Regions from separate parts of the Mus musculus genome. Here all the other regions are linked to region 2. The links are chromatin contacts, called in public Hi-C maps. All regions are on one chromosome and are shown on one strand. The core of a region is the stretch at or near the end of the contact, and the rest is flanking DNA. Distances in the headings are between cores, read along the strand shown.

Evidence for each region. Hi-C and Micro-C count contacts between places; a contact is called where the count stands out from the background.
Region 1: a Hi-C map of B cells shows a contact between it and region 2, with 6 read pairs. The contact joins the promoter of Grcc10 here to the promoter of Tulp3 in region 2.
Region 3: a contact with region 2 is called in a Hi-C map of CD8 T cells, with 6 times the contacts expected there. The contact joins the promoter of Pex5 here to the promoter of Tulp3 in region 2. A contact is called at or near these places in 1 of 39 promoter capture datasets (pre-B cells) and 1 of 484 Hi-C or Micro-C datasets (CD8 T cells).

Annotation. Positions count from the first base shown.
Region 1 is chr6:124,739,808-124,742,568 of GRCm38.p6, forward strand. Grcc10 (gene rich cluster, C10 gene) reads right to left here and starts at 1,262. Exons shown (of 3, transcript NM_013535.2): 1 at 1,113-1,262; 2 at 712-888. The coding sequence starts at 1,164. Rnu7 (U7 small nuclear RNA) reads right to left here and starts at 1,479; the gene lies at 1,418-1,479. It overlaps Atn1 (atrophin 1), which reads right to left. Exons shown (of 10, transcript NM_007881.4): 10 at 2,737-2,761.
Region 2 is chr6:128,354,463-128,357,162 of GRCm38.p6, forward strand. It overlaps Tulp3 (tubby-like protein 3), which reads right to left and starts at 1,389. Exons shown (of 11, transcript NM_011657.2): 1 at 1,276-1,389. The coding sequence starts at 1,316. Rhno1 (RAD9-HUS1-RAD1 interacting nuclear orphan 1) reads right to left here. Exons shown (of 3, transcript NM_001326585.1): 3 at 2,538-2,700.
Region 3 is chr6:124,413,772-124,416,602 of GRCm38.p6, forward strand. Pex5 (peroxisomal biogenesis factor 5) reads right to left here and starts at 1,296. Exons shown (of 16, transcript NM_001277805.1): 1 at 1,202-1,296; 2 at 516-679; 3 at 236-271. The coding sequence starts at 662. It overlaps D830015G05Rik (a long non-coding RNA gene), which reads left to right and starts at 1,301. Exons shown (of 4, transcript XR_378022.4): 1 at 1,301-2,120.

The sequences.
Region 1 (2,761 bases), core at 12-2,511, 3.6 Mb before region 2:
AGCTTAGCCTCAAGCAGCCTGATTTGAAAGAGACTCCCTGGTAGTCCTGGCTAGCTAACAAACAAACAAACAAACAAACAAACACAAAATTAATAAACAACTGTCCTTGGGAAGAGAGGGCTCAACCTGCCACACCAAACCTATTAGCCAAAAGGCAGACAAGAAAGAGTTCAGGTACACGAGAGAGTTCAGGTTAGAGCTGGGCCCAGTGACTCAAGCCTGTCACTTACTCAAAAGGCTGAGAAAGGTGGGTCTCTGGTTCAAGGCCATTCTGGGCAACTTACTGCGATCCTGACTCGGGGAGAGCTGGGAAGTTCGAGGGCCATGGAGAAACACTTGCCTATGTAGGGCTTTGGACTCTAGAGCCAGAACTTTTGTTTGGTGGGTTTTTGTTTTTTCAAGACAGGGTTTTCTTTGTATAGCCATGGCTACCCTGGAACTCCTCACCCTACATACCAGGCTGGCCTTGAACTCAGAGACCTGCCTGCCTCTGCTTCTCAAATGCTGGGATGAAAGGCCACTGTGGCCATGCCTGGCTTCAAGAGCCATAACTTTTCAGGCGGGGCTTAAGTCTAGTCCCTGAACTGTGAGTGGCAATGTTTGATGTGACTGCCGCCCTGTGGCGAGAAAAAGATCGATCGGGGGGGGGGGGGGGCATCATCATGCGTCCCACCCCCAGTCCATTCCTTTGCCAAGCCCTGTGGGACCCACCTTCCCCGTCGCAGCTGAAGCCATAGGCTTTAATAACCTCTTGTTGGATCTGTGTGGCTACGGGCAGCACAAATTGCAGCATCTTGCCCATATCGTTGCACGCATTGTCTCTAGCCTCGTCCATGCGCACGGCATTCTCTGGGGCCGAGAACGCTTGAATCACCTCCGCCAGGACCACTGCGAGACGGAAGCATCCCAGAGAGGTCCGCGGAGGACGGCGGGCGAGCCCAGAGGAGGGAAGAGGCAGGGAATTAGTGGGCCGAGGCCTGCAAGCAACCCGATAAGCTTGTCCTCCCAACCCTTCGCCCTAATGGGCAAGGGCCCCACTTGGAGAGGCAAAGAATAGTATCGCGCCCTCCCCCCAGAAGACGGCCCACACCCAGACTAGGCTCTTTCCTCACCCTTGGCCTGCTCCGCGCTCAGGGCCGCGGGCTGAGCCGAGGCGGACGCCATAGAACGCCACTCGGTGCTTGAGTAGTGGGAACACAGAAGAGATCCGGAGAACCCTGCAGCCAGCCACCTCCCCCACGGATGCAGGCCAGAGGAGGCAGAAAGGAAGCGGGACCGCACGAGGCGGAAGTCTCAGAGCGTGGCTCTAGCACATACGCGTTTCCTAGGAAACCAGAGAAGGATCAAAGCCCCTCTCACACACCGGGGAGCGGGGAAGAGAACTGTTTTGCTTTCATTGTAGACCAGTGAAATTGGGAGGGGTTTTCCGACCGAAGTCAGAAAACCTGCTAGACAAATTCTAAAAGAGCTGTAACACTTGCGGAAGTGCGTCTGTAGCGAGCCAGGGAAGGACATCAACTCCACTTTCGATGAGGGTGAGATCAAGGTGCCATTTCCACACCCCTCCACTGATATGTGAATCACAAAGCACAGTTCCTTATTCGGTTCGATAAACAATATTCTAAAAGACTATTAAAACCGCTCGTTTCTTGAGTTTGTGACCGCTTGTAAAGGCTATGCAAATGAGTCAGTGCTGATTGGCTGAAAACAGCCAATCACAGCTCCTATGTTGTTAAAAAAAAAAAAAGAGCTTCGCGAGATTAAAGGCTTGGAGCTAAAGCCGAAGTGAATCGGACTTAAGTAGTGGCAGGCGATGTGGCCCGATGTCTTGTAGTCTCATCCTTACAAGTTCCCCACACTGCAAAGACTCTGGAACATCAGGCCCGACCGGGCATAGCGCCACATTTCTGTGATACCAGCACAAAAGCTGAGAAGTTCAAGGCCAGCTTGGGCTCCATGGCCCTGCTTCATTAAAAATAGAGGGGTTGCAAAGATGGCTCACCCTGCTTGGCAATTCCTAACTGCCCTAACTCCAAGCTACAGGGACCCAACAGCTTCTGGTCTCTTTTGAGGCCTTGCATTCATAAGCGCAGACATGAGCTCATACACCTAACTATTAGTAAATCTTTTACAAATACTAATCTTATTGGCCTCCATGTTATACACCTTTAACTGTTTCAAATCATAAACTATGCTGAGAAGGGATTCAGATCTCTGAAACTGTCTCTGGAGCACTCTGGTGGCACATTATGTCAGTGATGTACTTCCAAGGGCTGAGTAGGTCTTAGATTTGCTTATGCTTGCTGTGCGCCTATTCTTGCTCTGAACGGCCTCAGGAGCCTGAACTCCCCAATCTAAAGGTCTAGGACAGGGCACCCCATAAGTATAGCTGAGCATCCAAGATCAAGAAGAGCCTTGTCAGGTTAAAGAGATGGCTCAGGGGGTTAAGAGCACAGACTGCTCTTCCAGGTGTCCTGAGTTCAATTCCCAGCAACCACTTGGTGGCTCACAACCATCTGTAATGGGATTTGATATTCTCTTCTGGTATGCATGAAGACTCTTGTAAAATAAATGAGTAATAAAAAAGAGCCTTGTCCAACTCCTAAGTTTCCATAAGAAAACCCCATTCATCCCTTCCCACTTCCCCTACAACAACCAGACCTCTCTCCCTACCCACCCCAACACCCTACCCACTGCAACCACCCTCCCCCAAATAAAAAACACGTCACAGACATATTCCTGGGGAACTGTGAGGATGTTT
Region 2 (2,700 bases), core at 139-2,638:
TTTCAGTCTTGCTTCATAAGACCTATCTCAAAAAATAAAATAAAAATAAAATCACATCCCTAAGAAATTTACTTCTCTAAAAATCATTTCGTTAACAACTAAATCCCTCAACTGAACGCGATATCATTTGATTTCAACCGGATACACGCTGAATTCTAACTTTCCTACCCCGACCTTACCCTTGTAAATGGATCTTCGGTTCCCAAAATGGAGAAGTTGTAAACAAATTTCAGAGAGCAGCTATCATGTTTATAGAATTTAGTTGATGAAAGATTAAAACAGGTGACGCCTTGGGAGGCAGAGGTAGGGGGCAAATGTTCAAAGTCCTCCTTATTAACTTATTATTAAGTTTCAGGGAAGCCTAGTCTGGATGGGACCCACGGGGGGTGGGGGGGTCGCTATTCCGTCTTTATAACTTTGTAAAATATGGTTTCGGATCAGTTAAAAACCAGTTTAAACGTCAGACCAAATCCTAACACGCCAAGCCTTTATCGCTGTGGTAATGGAATGGTAAAGGAAGAATGTAGTTGGCGTGTTTGATTTTAATCCTCACACCATGCCAAAGTTTTGAGCCAGTGATTTCACACGGCCCCCCATTAACTTTTCGTTAGCCTAGCTGACAAGAAATGAACAGGCTGAGATTGCAGCCCGTTTGTCTTTCCAAGCTCACCATGTGAACCAGGCAAAAAGAGGGGTATTGGTAGAAAAGCCAGGGGCACGAGCAAGAGTACGGATCAGTCTAAACTAAGTCCTGATTGAAAGAACTGCTAGAACTCAGGGGAAGGAAGAAAGAAGAAAAGAACAGTTTTGCATTTTCAGCTCTCGGACTCGTTCCAGAATTCCGCAATGACTGCCAAATGCAACGGCCTTGGAACCAATTAACCATCACTCGCGACCTTCCGCGTCGACTCCCAAGAGTGCCCTCCTTCCAGCTCAGTTCTGATCCTACTCGTGAAAGACATGGGGGAGGGCGAACGCATTGCAAGTAAGGGAATCGAGACCCCAGGGGAGCAGGGCGAGCTGGTCCAGGGTAAACTCCAGGGGAGCGGCTCAAGAGTGCTGGCGGCACGGGATGCACAGCGCATTGCAAATGAGGGAATCGGAGGCCCTTGGGGAGTAGGGTGAGCAGGTTCGGGGTAAATTCCAGGAAAGAGACGCGAGAGCGCTCTGGCGACGCGGGGTGTGCAAAGCGCCTGCTCAGCTGGGGACCCGATCTTGGCCTCCGCTCTTGCCCGCCCACCCTGGAGACCCCAGCCCGCCCCACCGCCGCCTGACCTGTCCCCGCGGGGTCCGGGTGCGCAGCGCGCCGCCTCCATACCCGCCCGACCGGTGGCATCAGCGTCCAGACCCCGAGACGCCGCCGCCCGGCTGGAGAGGATGGAGGAGATCGGGCCCCGCCCCTGACAACCACACCCCGCACTGTCGCCGACGCCCATTGGTCCAGTGCCCTACGCTCCCCTCTCACTGGCAAATGGCGTTAGCCATGATGCTGGAGGGTTTCCAGGGGGCGGGAGGCACCGGGAGGCGAAGGCGCGTGCGCTAGATCCGGGAGCAGCCCCCCGGGGTTGGGTCGGAAGAGTCTGCTGCTCCATTCCACCGCTCCGGGACTGGCCCCCACAGAGCGATCCCCAGCACCCCTCTGTGGCACCGAGAACATCCAGGCTGCTGCCTTGGGTTTTCTACTCTTTATCACCTGAAGCCTCAGCATCTGACCACCGACTCTGGGATAGCCGAGGCCTTCAGCCTCCCAAACCAGCCTTTGCCCAAAGCCCGACTGAGGGATCCCTACCTGGGGACCTTCAGCAAATGTCCTTATTTAGTGAGGGTAGCAGCTAAGCTGTCCTCTCTGCAGTAAATCATGCCTCCAGCCATCAATGCCTTTGTGGCTTTGGTCCCTATAGGACTTTATGACCAGAACTATAGCATATAAACTTAATTAGTAAGGCCAAAGTCACACTGATGTTGAATCCAAAAATTCACTTAAAAAATAATGTATTTATTTTGAGACAGGATTTCACTATACTATCCTCGGTTGGTCTGGAACTCTGAGATCCTACTGCCTCTGTCACCCTAGTGCTAGAATTAAAGGCATGTGCCATCGTGCCCTAGGCTATTATGTGTATGTTTCACCTATGTGTATGTCTGCATATCATATGCATCCCTGGTGCCCAAGGCTGTCAGATACCCCGGAACTGGAGTTACAGATGGTTGTGAGTCACCATGTGGGTGCTGGGAATAGAACTCGCGCCTCCGGGCATCCAGGGCTCATAACTGCTGAGCCACCTCTCCAGGTCCCAGAAATTAATTTTTGAAAACTAGGGAATATGATACCTGCACACATAGGCTAGGAAAGCATTGCACTCACTTAGCCCCTCTCCCTGTGGGACTCTGGATTGCTCCTTTGTGTGTGTGTGTGTGTGTGTGCTACAAATCTTCACTCATAAGCTCTGCTTGGTCTAGAAAGGGCTAGTGCTAAATGAGTAGGGTTGAAAGAGATGCTATTTGAATGAGTAAGAGGACCACTGAGACAGGCACATCCACACTACCCACACTAGAGTGTGAGCTTCCACTTTATGTACACATAGGATAAGTTACTGATAGGAATCCATTTCTCCACCACATGTGATAGCGTCATATTTCTTCCACTGTAAACACATCTCAAAACACAAACCTAAAGTACTCATCCGTCCCCTAGCTCTC
Region 3 (2,831 bases), core at 46-2,545, 3.9 Mb before region 2:
TTGGACAGAGAAACGAAAACTGGAGATAAATAAAGAAAAAAAAAAATCTATCTGTAAATTTGGAAACCAGAAAAATACCCCAAAAAGTAGACGAAAACATTGGCAGGCAATCTCATTTGGTAAAGAGAGTTCAAAGACTGAAGTATGAGTGGACTGATTTAAAAAAAAAAAAAAATCACCACAACCCCCCCCCCCAAAAAAAAAAAAAGACAGAAAAGAAACTTGCTCTGTTTACCTCGTCTTCAGTTCCTACTCCCAAAGGCTTGGAAACCTAAGATAAGAAGGAAAGAGACAATAGCAGGCTACAACCCAACTCTAACTCTACTGCTTAGGTGGCCTGAGGCAAGTCAAGAGCCTTCACAAAGCCTCAGCTTCTTTGTCTATAAAATAGTAGTCCTTGTCTGTGTAAAGCCGCACAAGGCTCACTCCAGTGTTACTGAATGGTGACTGCTATTACTTTAACACAGAGAAAGCAGCTGTCAGGTGGAAGAAATAGGCTCTCCTAGAACACTCACGGTCTCTGCTGCTGAGGCTCCCGGAGGCCAGGGGCCAGGCCTCAGTCCCTCCTGCCGAAGGGCCTTGTCCTGGGTGAAATGGGTGGCCAGCTTCATCAGCGGGTTGGCACCCCCACATTCGCCCTCCACCAGCTCCCGCATTGCCATGGTGACCAGCAGCTTCCCTGATGGACAGAAGATTAGAACTGTGGTCGGGAAGCCAGACTTTCCCAACGCACGCCTCAGGCCCTATCTAGAGCAGATGGGCCCACGACGGCTCCACAAGGGCCAGGCCCCCGGGGCCACCCCCCGAGGTGTGTCTGGAGTCCAAGAGGAGGCTGTGTCCTGCCTTCCCACTCGAAACGCTGCTTTCGGCTCGGGCTTCCCCTCCAGCGGACGGCAGCTCAGACACCACCCGCCAACAGCAGCTCTACAAAAGGGCCTGGACCCCTGGGGAGCACGGGGAGCGCATCATAAACACGGCTAGACCCGAACTCTAACCTGACGAGGGACAGCGGGGACGCCTTCCACCGTACACCGGGACCCACACCCCCGGTCAGGCGCCAGCTGCGGGTCCCGATCCCAGCTCGTGTCACCTGAGCCCCCTCCCCGGCCGCGCCCGTCCCCGCCCAGCGCCCCGCGCCCCCAGCCCCGTCGCCCCAGCCTCGACCCCGTCCCACGAGGCCACCGCAGCGGCGGGGACTTACGGGCCTCGACCCCGCGCCCCCAGGCTCCAATGCTCGCCGTCGCGGGCCGCACCGTCCGACCGGCCGAGGCACCCGGAGTGGGCTGGGGGAAGGGAGGGGGCGGGAGCAAGGGGGCGGGACTCGGCCTTAAAGGGGCCGGGACGGCGGCGCTGCGGCCCAGCTCAACGGAAACGGGTAAAGGGGCGGGGCCTCAAGCTTGCGCAGCGTGATGGGCGGAGCCGAGATCCTTAAAGGAGACAGTCCTGGACAGTTGGATTGGGGAAACCTGCAGTAGTCCCTAGAACGCCAGGATTTATTAGTGGAAAACTCAGAGGACTGGAGCTAGAAGAGGCCTCTCTGGCTTTGGAGAAAAACCAAGGTTTCAGGTTCCACGGTTCAGCTCTCTTTCCTGGTTCTCCTGCACCTCTAAATCGCCCAAACTGAGCCCGGGAGATTTCGGAGGTCAAATCTATGACCTGCTTCGGCCTCCTAGGCCTGACCCCCCTTCCAACAGACGCTCCTTCAGGACAGCGTCACAGCCTCCAAGGAGACAGGGGCCTGCCTCTACCATCTCTGCGTAATGAAGAAAATAGCTCCGGATGATGACAAATTCTGGTGACTAAAATAGGGTCCAACGCATTTTGAGACCTCAATCCTGTAATGGATGGGGAGAGTGCTGTGAGTCACTCCTCTCTCCTCTTTCCTACTGGTCAAGGTCACGATGGCCTGATTCCCTGCAGCTCCAAGTTGGGGAAACGTGGCAAGGAATACCTTTGATCAGGGAATATGAACCTAAGCCTCAGGCTCCACCATCTGCCAGAGAAATGGCTCGGGTGCCAGACCTCAAGGTCACACTGGAAAGCAAACCTTGATAGCTCACCTAGGTCCAAGACCGACGGACTCCTTGACGTCCTGAGAAGGGGAGGGGTTCAGAGTGCTGGTAGGTGGGCTAGGAGGAAACTGGTTCTAGAAAGGCCTGACGTACGTCCCAACCCGGGGTGCGGGAGAAGCAGGTAGTCTGTAGGTGGCGCCCTGGGGCAGGCTTGGTTCTTTGCTGCCCTGATGATTTCAAAGGTAGCCTTCCTCAGGGAACACAGGCAGTGTAAATTCGTCCCTGGGAAAATAGAAATTGCCCTTATAACTGCAGTGGTTGAACAAGGCAGAATATTGTGCAATGTTTCTGTCTTTAGTACACTGTCAGTATCTTTCAGAGGCCCTAACACACACACATACACCCATTCTCCTTGACCACAAATTTCATCCCTGTCCACTGTTTCCAGGCTGCCATTGTAAAGAAAAAAACACCTAGCAACGAATAAACTAAACCACACCAAGGAGGAAAGGATGCCATCTTGGAAGATGAATATGTTAAAACAGGAGAATCTCTGGAGAAAGCAGTGTTTAAGGAAAGCATATGATGGTTTGAATTTCTGGTCATGGGGAAATGGGAGAGCATCTCCCAGAAGCATTCAAAACGCATCACACACATAACCTCCTACTCTGCTAGGAGGTTAGTAACTGATTAGCAGGAATTTACCATGCCAAGATCTTGGGAGAATAATTGAGATAATAACCGATGCTTATGAAATGCATGTTAACCCCCAGGTGTTGCCTTAAGCACTTGGTGAGCATTAGCACTTTTAATCATAAT